Regions from separate parts of the Drosophila melanogaster genome. Here region 1 is linked to region 2. A link is a contact called in public Hi-C data. All regions are on one chromosome and are shown on one strand. Each heading gives the region's core, a stretch centred on a gene start, on an enhancer-like site or on the middle of the called end of the contact. The rest is flanking DNA. Distances are from core to core; before and after follow the strand shown.

Evidence for each region. Hi-C and Micro-C count contacts between places; a contact is called where the count stands out from the background.
Region 1: a Hi-C map of the Kc167 cell line shows a contact between it and region 2, with 2.1 times the contacts expected there. The contact joins two enhancer-like sites. A contact is called at or near these places in 4 of 107 Hi-C or Micro-C datasets (the Kc167 cell line, embryo and pupal leg imaginal disc).

Annotation. Positions count from the first base shown.
Region 1 is chrX:4,505,428-4,511,445 of dm6, reverse strand. The region is part of intron 2 of lncRNA:CR32773 (long non-coding RNA:CR32773); the gene reads left to right. Among named protein-coding and RNA genes, the nearest start is that of CG3556, 22 kb to the left of the region's middle. Within about 2 kb of position 4,160, at least 29 of the 39 cell types and tissues checked have an H3K27ac peak or open chromatin away from gene starts, as enhancers often do. A contact at or near this core is called in the Kc167 cell line, where this site is marked.
Region 2 is chrX:3,897,521-3,903,324 of dm6, reverse strand. It overlaps CG42541, which reads left to right. Exons shown (of 13, transcript NM_001272295.1): 8 at 1,273-1,394; 9 at 1,465-1,539; 10 at 2,063-2,217; 11 at 5,678-5,769. Among named protein-coding and RNA genes, the nearest start is that of CG15239, 16 kb to the right of the region's middle. Within about 2 kb of position 3,779, at least 5 of the 39 cell types and tissues checked have an H3K27ac peak or open chromatin away from gene starts, as enhancers often do. A contact at or near this core is called in the Kc167 cell line, where this site is marked.

The DNA of each region.
Region 1 (6,018 bases), core at 2,911-5,410, 610 kb before region 2:
GATCAGTTTGCTTGGCCAGCCGTTTGGATTTTTCGAAATGTTGCACTTGTTGTGGACGCTCTATGGAGCGTTCAAAACGCTTCCAGGCAATTTGCCGATGAACAATCAGCGCGAAATACAACATAAAATATTTAGGAGGCCGTACCCCTTGGTGGACCCACTCCTCGTCCCTGCAACCGCCAGTACCACTTCGCCGCACCCCCCTCCCCAACAAATTGGCTATCCCTTGGTCAACGAGGCGCTGGTGTTGCTGCCGCTTCGTTACCTCGTGCGGCGCGTTTGATTTGATTTATTTTGAATTTGCATATTTCGCGCAAAATGGATGTGCCACACCCCACATCCCGCCACCCATTGCAAGCCACGCCCACCGCCCAACGCCCCACGCTCCACGCCTCTTGCATTTTTAAACACGTTGTATACTTTCGAACGCCTCTGCATACGTGATAGAACGAGATTTGAATTTGGTATTCGATTTTTGATTAGATTCATGCTTGACTGCGTCGGGAATGCACATATTTGCACCAACGATCTGATCAATTTCTCCATTTTCGCAACATTATAAATATCGGAAATGCAATCACAATGTCTGTTTTAATTTTCAAAAAAAAAAAAAAAATCAATAGTTTAGGATTATGCAGCTTGTCTCAGCATTTTTGTTAATTTGATTTCCCATCAAAAGTTTAAAAAACCCCAAAGCACATTTATTATGATGAAAATGTTAAAAATGCTACCTTGAATTTCACACATTTATATCCTCACTCACTTTCCCTCTCGAAAATCCCTAATTGCTCGTTTTTGTATCGATGGCTTTACGAAATTTATCACTTCAAACTATTACAAGGGACTTTCGGGTGCATGTGTCAGCAGACTAAACTCAATTTGCGACAGTTTAACTGAAACTTTCCAAATGCAAAACAGCAACTAAAGCCCGGAACCGAAAAGTAAAACAAGTTATAAAATATTTTCACTCCGTTTGGCCATTTCTCTGGGGGTGGGGGTTTCAACTTTTGGCCAGCAGCTGGCCATGCAAATTGCATACGTCCCCGGATTTGGTTATTAGAATTGCATTCGATTGGATTTGAAATTGAAATATTTAACACATTTGCCGGGGCAGCAAATGGGGCAAGCCCCAGAGAAATATTGGCCCAAATCACGGCTTTTTTTCCCCAGGGTGGCATTCATTTGTTCACATCCAAAATATTGTCTGTAGATTGTATGTTTTACGGCTAGCGATCGTCTACCTGATTGGGATTGGGATAATGATTATGAGGATAGCATTTAGATAAGATATACGGCTGCTGTCGATGATTACAGCTGAGTGGGCTGGCGAATTGCGCAATCAGGCGCGAAGAACAAAAACAGAAACGATTCCAAAACCAAAACTAAACGAAATAAAATAATAGCAGCCGAAATGAAACGAAACCAAATGAAAGGAAAGTATCGGGAATGAGGAGGAGTAGGGCAAAGGAAGCCAAAATCAGGACAGCAGCAGCCCTTAGATCATATCGATGCCAGTCCCTCGGGGCAGGATAAACGGACAGGGACCAAGGATGAGCCCAAGACAACAACAGCAACTAGTGCACAGAGAGAAAATATATGAGGATAGTCTGTGACCACTTTAAATAGTTATTTATTGAGGAACAGATGTAGGCACTAACTAATTTCCTTACGATCTTTTTTTAAACTAGGGGTATCTTGAACTTGCAGTTCCAATCGATTTTTTCCGATGTGCATGACTAGGACAAGAAACACTGATAAAAGTATTTCAATTAGTGCTCGCATATATGTAAGTATCTATCTATTTTCCTCGGAATTGTGTTCTTCACGATGTTGTTGTTGGAGTGGCAAATCAATATACATAAATGATGGCATCTTAAATAATTTGCAAGTTGCCGACTGCCGCAAATGTACACAACAACAAGCTATATTCACGGTTTATTGTATATCTATGTATAATATATATGTATAAATGTGTGCAATGCTTTATAAGATAGATGTTGAATGTGTCTCTCGCTTGAATGCCTTATTTTCACCCTCGGGGCGACAACGCCAACGCCAAAGCCAGGATAACAGGAGCAACAACAATGCCAGGACAAGCTTCTCGAAAAAACAACAACGATAAAATCAACAACAATATTAACAACAAAAACCAAGGCACTACAATGGCGTCTGAGAATGACGACGGTTGACACGAAAGACCGCCTTGCTCAAGCTCAAATTGGCAATAACCAAAGAGTCCTGCGAAAATGAAAATAAAGAGTACCCAAGAAAAGAAGTACTGGAAAACAAAACCAATTATTGGCGCGCAGGATGGACCTTGTTTCTCAAAAAATTAATTGTATCTATATGTTTTAAGCATCCCAATCATCATGGAAAAAACTTGCTATAAGCTCAATTAGGCTTATCATTGGTATCTAAATATACATCTAAATATATACACATTGATGAAAAAAATATATTTAGATGAACATAATGTTATACATTTTTAGCAGATGTTAAGTTACATAATATAGAACGGGATTTTGGGTTGTTTGATATTTAAGTAGCTTTATTTGCATACATAACACATTAGGTTCCAGATTAAGTGACATATGTTTATGTATATTCTTTATTTCAAAACAAGCGATCAAGGCACTCTAAATAGATTAAAAAACCAGCAAACGCCAATACGCAACGCAATCAATCAGTATCATCATCATCTGAAGCATTTTATTGTTTTGTGTTTTTCGGATTTGATATGCGAGGCGACTGTGTAAGGGGCGGGTTGAAAAGAAGGACCCTCCTTTTGCTTTTGGCTAGGACACGCGCTGCCATTTTATTAAAAAAAAAAGGACGAAAGGAAAACGCCATGTAAAACGACGGCGAGAGCAAATTCACCATTTTGTCACACACGCAGGACAACAAACACGCATACATACATACAGACTTCTAAAAACATCCAGTCGACGACGCTGGCAAACAAAACAGAAAAGCAACAACAATAATAGTAGTAAAAACAAGGACTCACAAGGACCCCCACCTACTCGTTGTATTTTTTTTTCTGCTCCCAGAAATCCTCCCCTTTTGGTGGTGACAAATCTAAAAGGACGACGGCAAACGAAGGAAACTCACCACAGCAGCGACGCCGGCAGAAAAGCACCCTTAATGCTCCGTTTTGCACTCACTCTCTCTCGCTCTCCCTTGCTCTCTGGCTCTCTTTCGTGCTCTCTTTCGATCTGCATTGGTGTGCGTTCGAGTGTATCTTCGCTGTCCTTTGAGAAGTACTTGGCCAATGGTGACACATGACCACCAGGAGCGACTAAAACACTCTAGCCACCGCACTACCACCCTCACACCATTACACCAACACCCCTATTGTAATCTCACAAAAACACGCATATGCGCCTTTTCATTTTCCCGCTTTTTCCTAGGGGTTATAATTTCTATTAGTTTTCTTTCCTTAACTATTCAAAAGTGGGGCAACAAGTGGTTGGAGGATCGTTTGGGGCTGCATTATGGGGTCAATTATGAACCACCGATGCTAATTTTATTAAAATATTTCAAATTACATGAACTCATCATTTTCAGAGCACGTAATTAAATGCTGAGCATTGTTGGAAGTGGTTGGTCTAATTTCTTCACTCATACTTAATTAACGTAGAACAAAAAGGCAGGCGCATTATAAACAACCGAATAGCTAACAGTTTAGCATGAATAAATCGTACAATTCTTACCAAAACTTAAATTTGTGATAGAAACATTTAAGTTTTTCATAAAATAGGGAGTGAATAATGATTTATAAAGTTATAAAGTGAAAATGAAAGTGCAATTTAATGTTTTCACCGCTTTACAAATGTAAAGTGAATAAAAAATAAATTACCAAAATAAATGGGTTATTATTTATTTTCCGCTTTAATTTGTTGTTTGAAAATAAGGAGTTAGGAATATACAACTTAATATTAACGATCTTGAGTAGCATACAATTCGCAAGTTTTTCTGAATGACAGCTGCGAATAACAACCCTGTCCTTAATCGGAGTGCAAAGCATCAACCCCCAAAGTAAAGTCGCTGAAGACGAAGCCTGTTTTCTTGCTTTTTTTTGCCACCACAGCGAAAGAAACCGGAGGTGTTGTCACCGTCCCATAGATGGCGCCCGTTCGTTGCCGGCGTTAGCGGACAGATGGCGGTAGTGTGCGCGAACACGGAAGGTTTTGAATGCCACGGCTATTCCATATATCCAATGAAGATACCTTAAGATACATTGCTTTTACAAATGTTACGAGAAAATCATTCGTAACTATTGAGCAATTTTCGAGTAATACAAAAAAGCAGGAAATATAGTTATTTCAGTCTTGTGAGTCCTGAAAAAGGTTAAAATACTTGATCAGCTTTGACATGAGGCTGTTGAACGTGGGCACAGAATACACAGGAATAAAGAAGGTGGGTCCAGCAGTGCATAAATTTCCGCCCCATCACCATATGTGAGTGTGGGTCGGCTGGTTTGGAGAACAACAAACAGCTGGCGGTCATATTTTCCAGTCAACAAGGCAGCAACAAACATAACCAGGCCGTCGGATCCCCACTGCATCCACCCGAGATTCCCCCCCTCCGGCATTTCCCATTTTCCTCATGGTTTTTTGGGGCAGCTGCTGTTGGCTTTTAAGCAGAAACTCACACATGTATGGATGTTATGGAGTGGGCTTTCCCGAATCCCGACACGGACTCTTTATTAGAGTGACCCCAAAATGGAGCTCCCAAGTTGGTGGTCCCTGAAATTCCCGTCATTCCCGTTATTACGAGAGTTTCCACATGATGCCCCCTTTTCAAGCCAAAGCCACTAAGGTTTTTATGCCCTTGGTAGTAAACCAGACACTGAATTTTCGGCCGCCTATTGCATTCCGCTTGGCTGGGAAAAGTCTTCACGGTATGTCAAGTATTAATTTTGCAGTTTGTTTTTTTTTTATCACAGTTGAGATTAAATTTAATCGGAAATATTGCCACGGCCTCGGGCTATGCGGCGGCAATATTTGAAATGAGAAAAATGGGAATACAGTTGAGCATTAAAGTAATCATTGAAATACTAGAACAATTTGAAAGCCATTGAGTATTTAAATTCATTAAATGCACATTTCGAACTCTTTAAAGTATATTATACATTTATTTAATTCATATGAAATTCTAGTTTGTTCTAAAATTTACCTAAATTGCAGGTAACTAAATATATTTATAAATTAGAAAACTGATTCCATTTCTGTTTTTTGTTTTGGCTCAGTTATAGCTGGCTTATCATTGCCAATTTTCTGTTTGGTCATTTTCATTGTGACCATTTTCGCACACGTATTTTTCCGGCCTTCGCTTGGGGTCGAACCAAAATGGCCGCCTCTGCTGCCCATCCATTTTCATTCAGCCCCATTCCCATTCCCATTTCCATTTCCAATCCCATTCCCATTCTCATTTCCATTTCCATTTCACTACCCATCCTGGACACACTCAATTTTCACAGACGAGTGTGAGTGTGTGTCCAGTCCATAGCCAAAAGTTATGGATTCAACTTTTGGCCAATTTAATTTTCTCGCCTGAAACGGCTACAGAGCAACGTCAGCAGCAGCAGCCATCCCACTTGACCATTGAAGCGCCACCCACTGGAATAACCATATCCCGACCACCGCCTCATCTGCCTCATGCGACCCATCCTCCCACATACATGTGCGTAGTGCGTGTGCATTGTGAGGACGTGGTCGACTGTGCTGTTGGCCATGGCTGATGAGGCTGGCGATGCTGGCCAAAACCCCACTGATTCCACCCAAACCAACTAGCCCAAACGGGGCTGAATCAAACGATAGACCGAAGAAGAATACACGCGAAGAAATGAAATGATCCTTCATTAAATTGTTTATTTATTTAATGTAAAATGAGAATTATAATGCATTTCAACTTAAACTGAAATGTGCTGCTCATTTAAAATATATTGCTGCGGTGATTTTTTTTTTTGTAAAACTTTGTTCACATTTTATAGCTCATCGGGCTTTTCTGGCAGTG
Region 2 (5,804 bases), core at 2,530-5,029:
ATATATATACATATATATATACTATGTATATAGACATTTTGTGTATCCAGGCATTCCCTAGACGCTGAAAATAGTTTCACTGAACAAAAAACTGATTTCAATCATTTCCACATTTGCAAAATGACTCACGCCATTTGGTTTGGACATTTTTTTTGTCACTTCCGAGCTCTATAAATATTCAATAAGGTGCATAAAGGTCGACTCATCCAGTTGTCCCTTTGGCTGTGTGCCATTATTGTGGATTTATGGCTGCGGTGGCGGCCGTGGGCTTCATAATCCCCACGCTTCCTCGGCCGAGGACTTGCACTTGTCTAGTCGGTGCAGCTAATGTAATTAGTTTGTGAAATTACTCGAGTGAAAATTGTGCAACGCGTGCTGCGCAAACTACGTGCCACCTGGAATATCTGCACCTGCCATTGTCGCAAGGGACTCAAAGCGGCAAGAAAGTGGGCCAACCGGGGGTCATTGACCCGAAGTTTTCACATTTTCCGGCACAGAACCTTATACAGAGATGCGCCGTCTGGAAATTGCAATTTCTCTTCAATGGGCGCTGGTTGCAATCAAAGTGAGCGGGAAAACCTTCAAATGGTATCAATGGCAAGCACATTGCACATTGATGGGTCGCACCGGCGAAATGACGGGTATTTTTTGCCCAGAGTCCGGGGCTCAGCATTAAATGCCTAATAGTGTCAAGTGTGCGTCGCACTCGACACCAAACAAAAAAAAAGAGCAAACTTGTCGACTGCAGGCCCACATCCATTCACACTTCACTGCTACTTCCGTCGCCTGCAAGCAAACAAAAAAAAAAGGAATAAAACCAGAAAGGCTGAAACCCCCAAGGGAGCCGAAAAAGTGCAGAAACTTTTGTGCCACCATTGCCCAAAAGGCCAACCGCAAATATGTGTGTCCCGTAAGCCCATCGGGGGCAACCGCCCTGCAATTGGCAGGAAACAGGAGCCGGTACTTTGTGCTCGCTACTCGTTTCGGGCCCAAAACTGCTGGAGGTGTCTTAAATTCGACGTATGTTTTCCATTTGTAAAGGCTTAAGAGATATAAAATATCTGTGCAGGGGCATCAGTTGTGGGCTTTATGGTACTTATCATTATAAAATGTAATTGAAAAATGCTTGTACGCTTTGTCAACGGCGCGTATGCGCTATTTTTATGCGTGTAACATTGCGTATACGCCTAGGATGCAGGACACATGACGTATGCGTTATTTTGTAAATGTTATCATTCTTTTTGAATTTTACTATTTTCTTTTACTTTGCAGCCCCGCCTGGCGGAGATGCGACGTTCGGCCATCCATGCCGGTGATCCGGACATGACCTACTACCGTCTGCGAAGCTTCAGCATCACCTCCCATGGCATCTGCAATTTGGGCGATTCCCTGAGGCAAGTTCCTAAAGCCCTGATACTTTTGTCAGCCATTTATTATTCTTCTTTTTGTATTTTCCTGGAACAGAAGCCGCAGGTCACGTTCGATCAACTCCGTGACTTCCACCGGCACCTCAAACAGCGGCGTGGATCGACACAATAGGTGAGTTCAATGTTCAAATGTTCAGTGTTCAAATGTTCAGTGTTCGGCGAACAAAAGTGGCTGGCTGGCAATAAATTGTTTATGAAATGACAGTTCACATGGCGACAACAATGCGAAACGTGCGGCATTTTCGCGTCTATATAGACTGACTAATTTCATACAATTTCCACACCAAACACTTTCCGCTGCCATTAACAACGGCATCTTGGAGTCTGGAGTTTGGGGACGGGTAACCCAAGATGGGGATGAATCGTAACAATGCCAAAGCGTTTTCCATCTCATTGACGAGGAAAACGACGCCTTCTCCGAACAGTGACAACAATCCCATTAATTGGTATTTTACTTATTGTTTTGCTATTGATTTTTTTTTAACTCTGTTACTCCATTTGATAGTTCAGAAGATTAGTTATCATATAAATATGTATATATTCATTTTGATTTCGATTGCATACGTATGAGGTTGGCCCACTGTGCCTCGCTGATTCGCTTATTAATGTTATTCGTATTGCCTGTATCTTCGTAGCAACGCATCGGGGGCATCGGGCGAAGTCATCGACGGGGATCCCAATGTTCCAGCCTACAAAATTGCCATGCTCGGCGCCTCCGGAGTGGGCAAGACCACACTGACTTACCAGTTCACCACTTCCGATTACATATGCGCCTACGACCTGAGTCTCGGTAAGTCGGTGTACGAAATTCATTTTTTACCAGGCTCTTTTCCAATTGTAACCAAATAATCAAATATCAAATGAATGCTTAGTTCTTGTAGTTATTTTATTAGAAACTGTTCAGGTTAAGCAACGCATATGAAATGCGTAAATTGTATAAAATTTATAAGTGAATCACGTACCTATGTAAATGGCTATCTAAGTTTGGATAAATTTCGAAAAAGTACTTTTCGTCCACGTTAGGCAATATAATTGAAAATGGAGTCGCCCTTGCAGAATCCCCTCCGCTGGCGCTCCACTACGCGGCTTTTAATCAAACACATTTGCATTTTAATTATGGCACAAAGTCATAAAATATGAAAACCGCCGGCGCTAATTTCATTAACTTTCGCGACCATATCACCGGATCCTGGAGTGTGGAAACGCTAGAGAACATGGCCAAGTTGGCTGCCAACCACTTTAATAGCGGCTTTGGAGCTTTTAAGTGGATTTTCACAGTGAAGTGGAGAAGGATTTCCACTGCCAACGGCTTAGTGTCCCGCTTCTCGTCCAGAAAATCGCATTAGTCGCAAATAGACTGGGATGCAGTGTTTTTCCGTCTCTTCCCTCTGAAGTCAGCATTTGGCATTTGGCATGGCTTGTTATTGTTACTACCAAGAACGATGCAAGGCAATGCATATCAAGCGTATTAGGGAAACTGCAGTGACTTAAAAGTCTCTAGTCTTACCTTAGTTCAGTTTTCCAAGTGCCATACGGGCATGGCATGGATAAGCTGTGCTCAAAGCCGGAAAACTCTTACTTTTGTTTTTTTGTCTACCAGGGTCTGGCGAAAATTGACATAATTAGTCGGGCCAAAAGATGCTAGTGCATCCGCTCCGAAGTCGAATTAATTGAATTGTGCCACTATCGAATTACCTTTTGAGCAGCGGACTTTAATGGACCACACTTGTGTTCTGGCACTGAGTTAATTACGTCTGGGTTGCTGGAAGCTCAACGGCTTGAGTTCTGGCTGGAGTAATAAGATCATGGCGAAAGTTGCCGAAACCCAATATTTCATTAGCAGCGGATAATTTCTGCTGCAAGTGACGCAACATGTGTGTGTCGCCGTGCAGCAACAGTTGCCAGCGGATGATTTCTGGTCAGGCGGCAAGCGCATGCATGCGATTTGGATATTCTATATTAATGAAGTACGACGTACTTATATCATTGTCATCAACTTCATTGTACTTTCCTGTGCAATACGGGCTACGATTGCTCACTGTTCGTCTCACTGGCATTTGAAGCTGGACAAGGCCCAAAGGGCCGAAAAGTGGCATTGCCATGGTCGTTTGTGCAGGATTGTGTGTGGTGGAGATAATAAAACTGGGAAGAACTTTAATTAGTCCACAAGGAGGGGCGAACTTTATGACAATTGTGTGTGCGAGTGTGTGTGTGTGTGTGTGTGCGAGTGTGTGTGCGTGTGTGTGTGTGTGTGCTGGGGGTCTTTGAACTTTTGGTTGCCAACCATTGTTGGCAATTACCATAGATGAGTTGTCATACGGACTGGTTTCTAGCTTGCCAGCTGCACTGCTTCCACTGCTTGCACTGCTTGAGGGCTGCGTGTGTGGCTTCGATACTCGAATGCTTTCCTGCACATCACACGCAAATTGCTATGTGCTTTTGCGTGTGGGCGTCATCTTAGCCATATTCCGCTAATGGCTGCCAGGATTGCATGACCACAGAAATCTGTGGGCGGCGGAACTGCTTTGGACACGCCCTCGAAAGCAGATGGTAAATTTATTACCATGCCATGTGTCCGTTTCGAGTAAATCTATGTGGGCTCTGATTTTGGAAAATCGCCCTGATTTCAGTTACATTTATGCCAACCACTGTTGTAGAGCAACACTATAAAACACACCTTTTGAACACAACTGTACCCAAAACTGTACCTGTGGCATCTAAACGAAAATAGACTACAGTCTATATTTGACTTGTTCTAGAAAGCCCTAATAATCCTCAGCCATTTCAGACACAGCACTTATTTTAGCCATCAGTGGCTAATAATACACGCCCCGAAAATGTTTCGCTTTTATGGGCGGCCAGCGCGTGTAATCTCACCAAAATCGCATGGTGCTTTCCCTGCTTTTCCCTGCTTTTCCCCGCTTTCCGTTGGCTTGTTTGCACAGGCGTTTGGATAATTGCATTGCAATGACTCGCGGTTGCCGTTCGCCGTTCGCCTTTTGCCGCCCGCCCCCCAATTGCATAGCTAATCGGCTAAGCCGTCGAAGGACCCAAGTTCACGTTGAAAGGAAGAAGGGGGCTTCTTCGGCCACCGACAATGGCAATACAGCACGTTTGCTTTTTCTATTCAATTTGTGCGGCAACGCCCACGCATGGTAAATTACATGCAACATGCAAATTAAGCTGCGAAGTGTTTGGGCTTTTTTGTTTCTAGTCATTTAAACATTTCACCATTTGGATGCAGGAGGTCGAATGGCGTCTAAATATTTGCCACAGCTGAATGCAAACAGAGTCGGACGCAAACTGCAGTCATCGTCTGCTCCTGCAACTTCTACCCAGCTCCTTTCGTCCTTTTCCGCTGCTCTAGCCAACCAAGCTGCCCCTTCATCCTGCTGGCTTGTGTCAAGCTGCTGACAAAGCGTTCATGGGGAGGCGGTCCTCGTACACTGACAAAAATCGTACCGAATTGGAGTTTTTAGAAAAAGAAAGATGTAACGATGTTACACGATGTACGTTTTTACCTGTGTGACGCTTTTTAGCCAAACCAATTAAATAAAAAAAAAAACCGTATTTCTACCGTTTACATTGAAAATATTAGTTTAAATAAGGAAATTTCCAATTGTTTAATATAGGATATAATTTTCTGGCAGTGTTGCAGTGTGACGTAGCACTTTCCGTGTGCTCCAATGGGACAAAAAGGCTTTACGGCTCCAGAGTAGCGAATACGGAGCACCGAGGGTCAGTTCCCAGTTGCCAACACCCAGTGGCCTCCACTCCAAGTTCACTGTCTGCGTCCTTTTCCACGTTTCATGGCTGGGCTAAAAAACAAAAACAAAAAACAAGTCAATGTGGACAGAGAAAGGGGAGCGTCAATTGCGACATTAACTTGCTGGGCAAATAAAATCACTTTGATTACGGTTTTATGGGCGCCACGCCCCTCAAACGCCCATTGCAATGGTTGTCGCCACCCCCTTGCCCACACTTGGTGCAATTTGATCGATTTAAGACCCTAGAACTGCATTCGAGTACTTGTTATTTTGATTTCCGTAAAAACATTCAGAGCTCAGGGCTTCCTTTCATTTTTTGCTTTTGGTCAATGTAAATGCACTCCTCGAAATAGACGCTTAACCACTTGCACTTCACGTTGGTTGCTTTCTTATATTGTAATATAATTTCCAATTAGTTTTTGTATGCCCATTAAGCATAGCGAAAATTCATCATTTTCATTTTATATATATACACTTTTTTAGATGATGACTACGGACAGAAGACGGTGTCGGTGCTGGTCGATAACATTGAGACGGATTTGGAGATTATTGATCATCCCGCATGCGAGATGTCGGTGAGTACCGATTCGCCTGAAAACTAGGCGAAGGG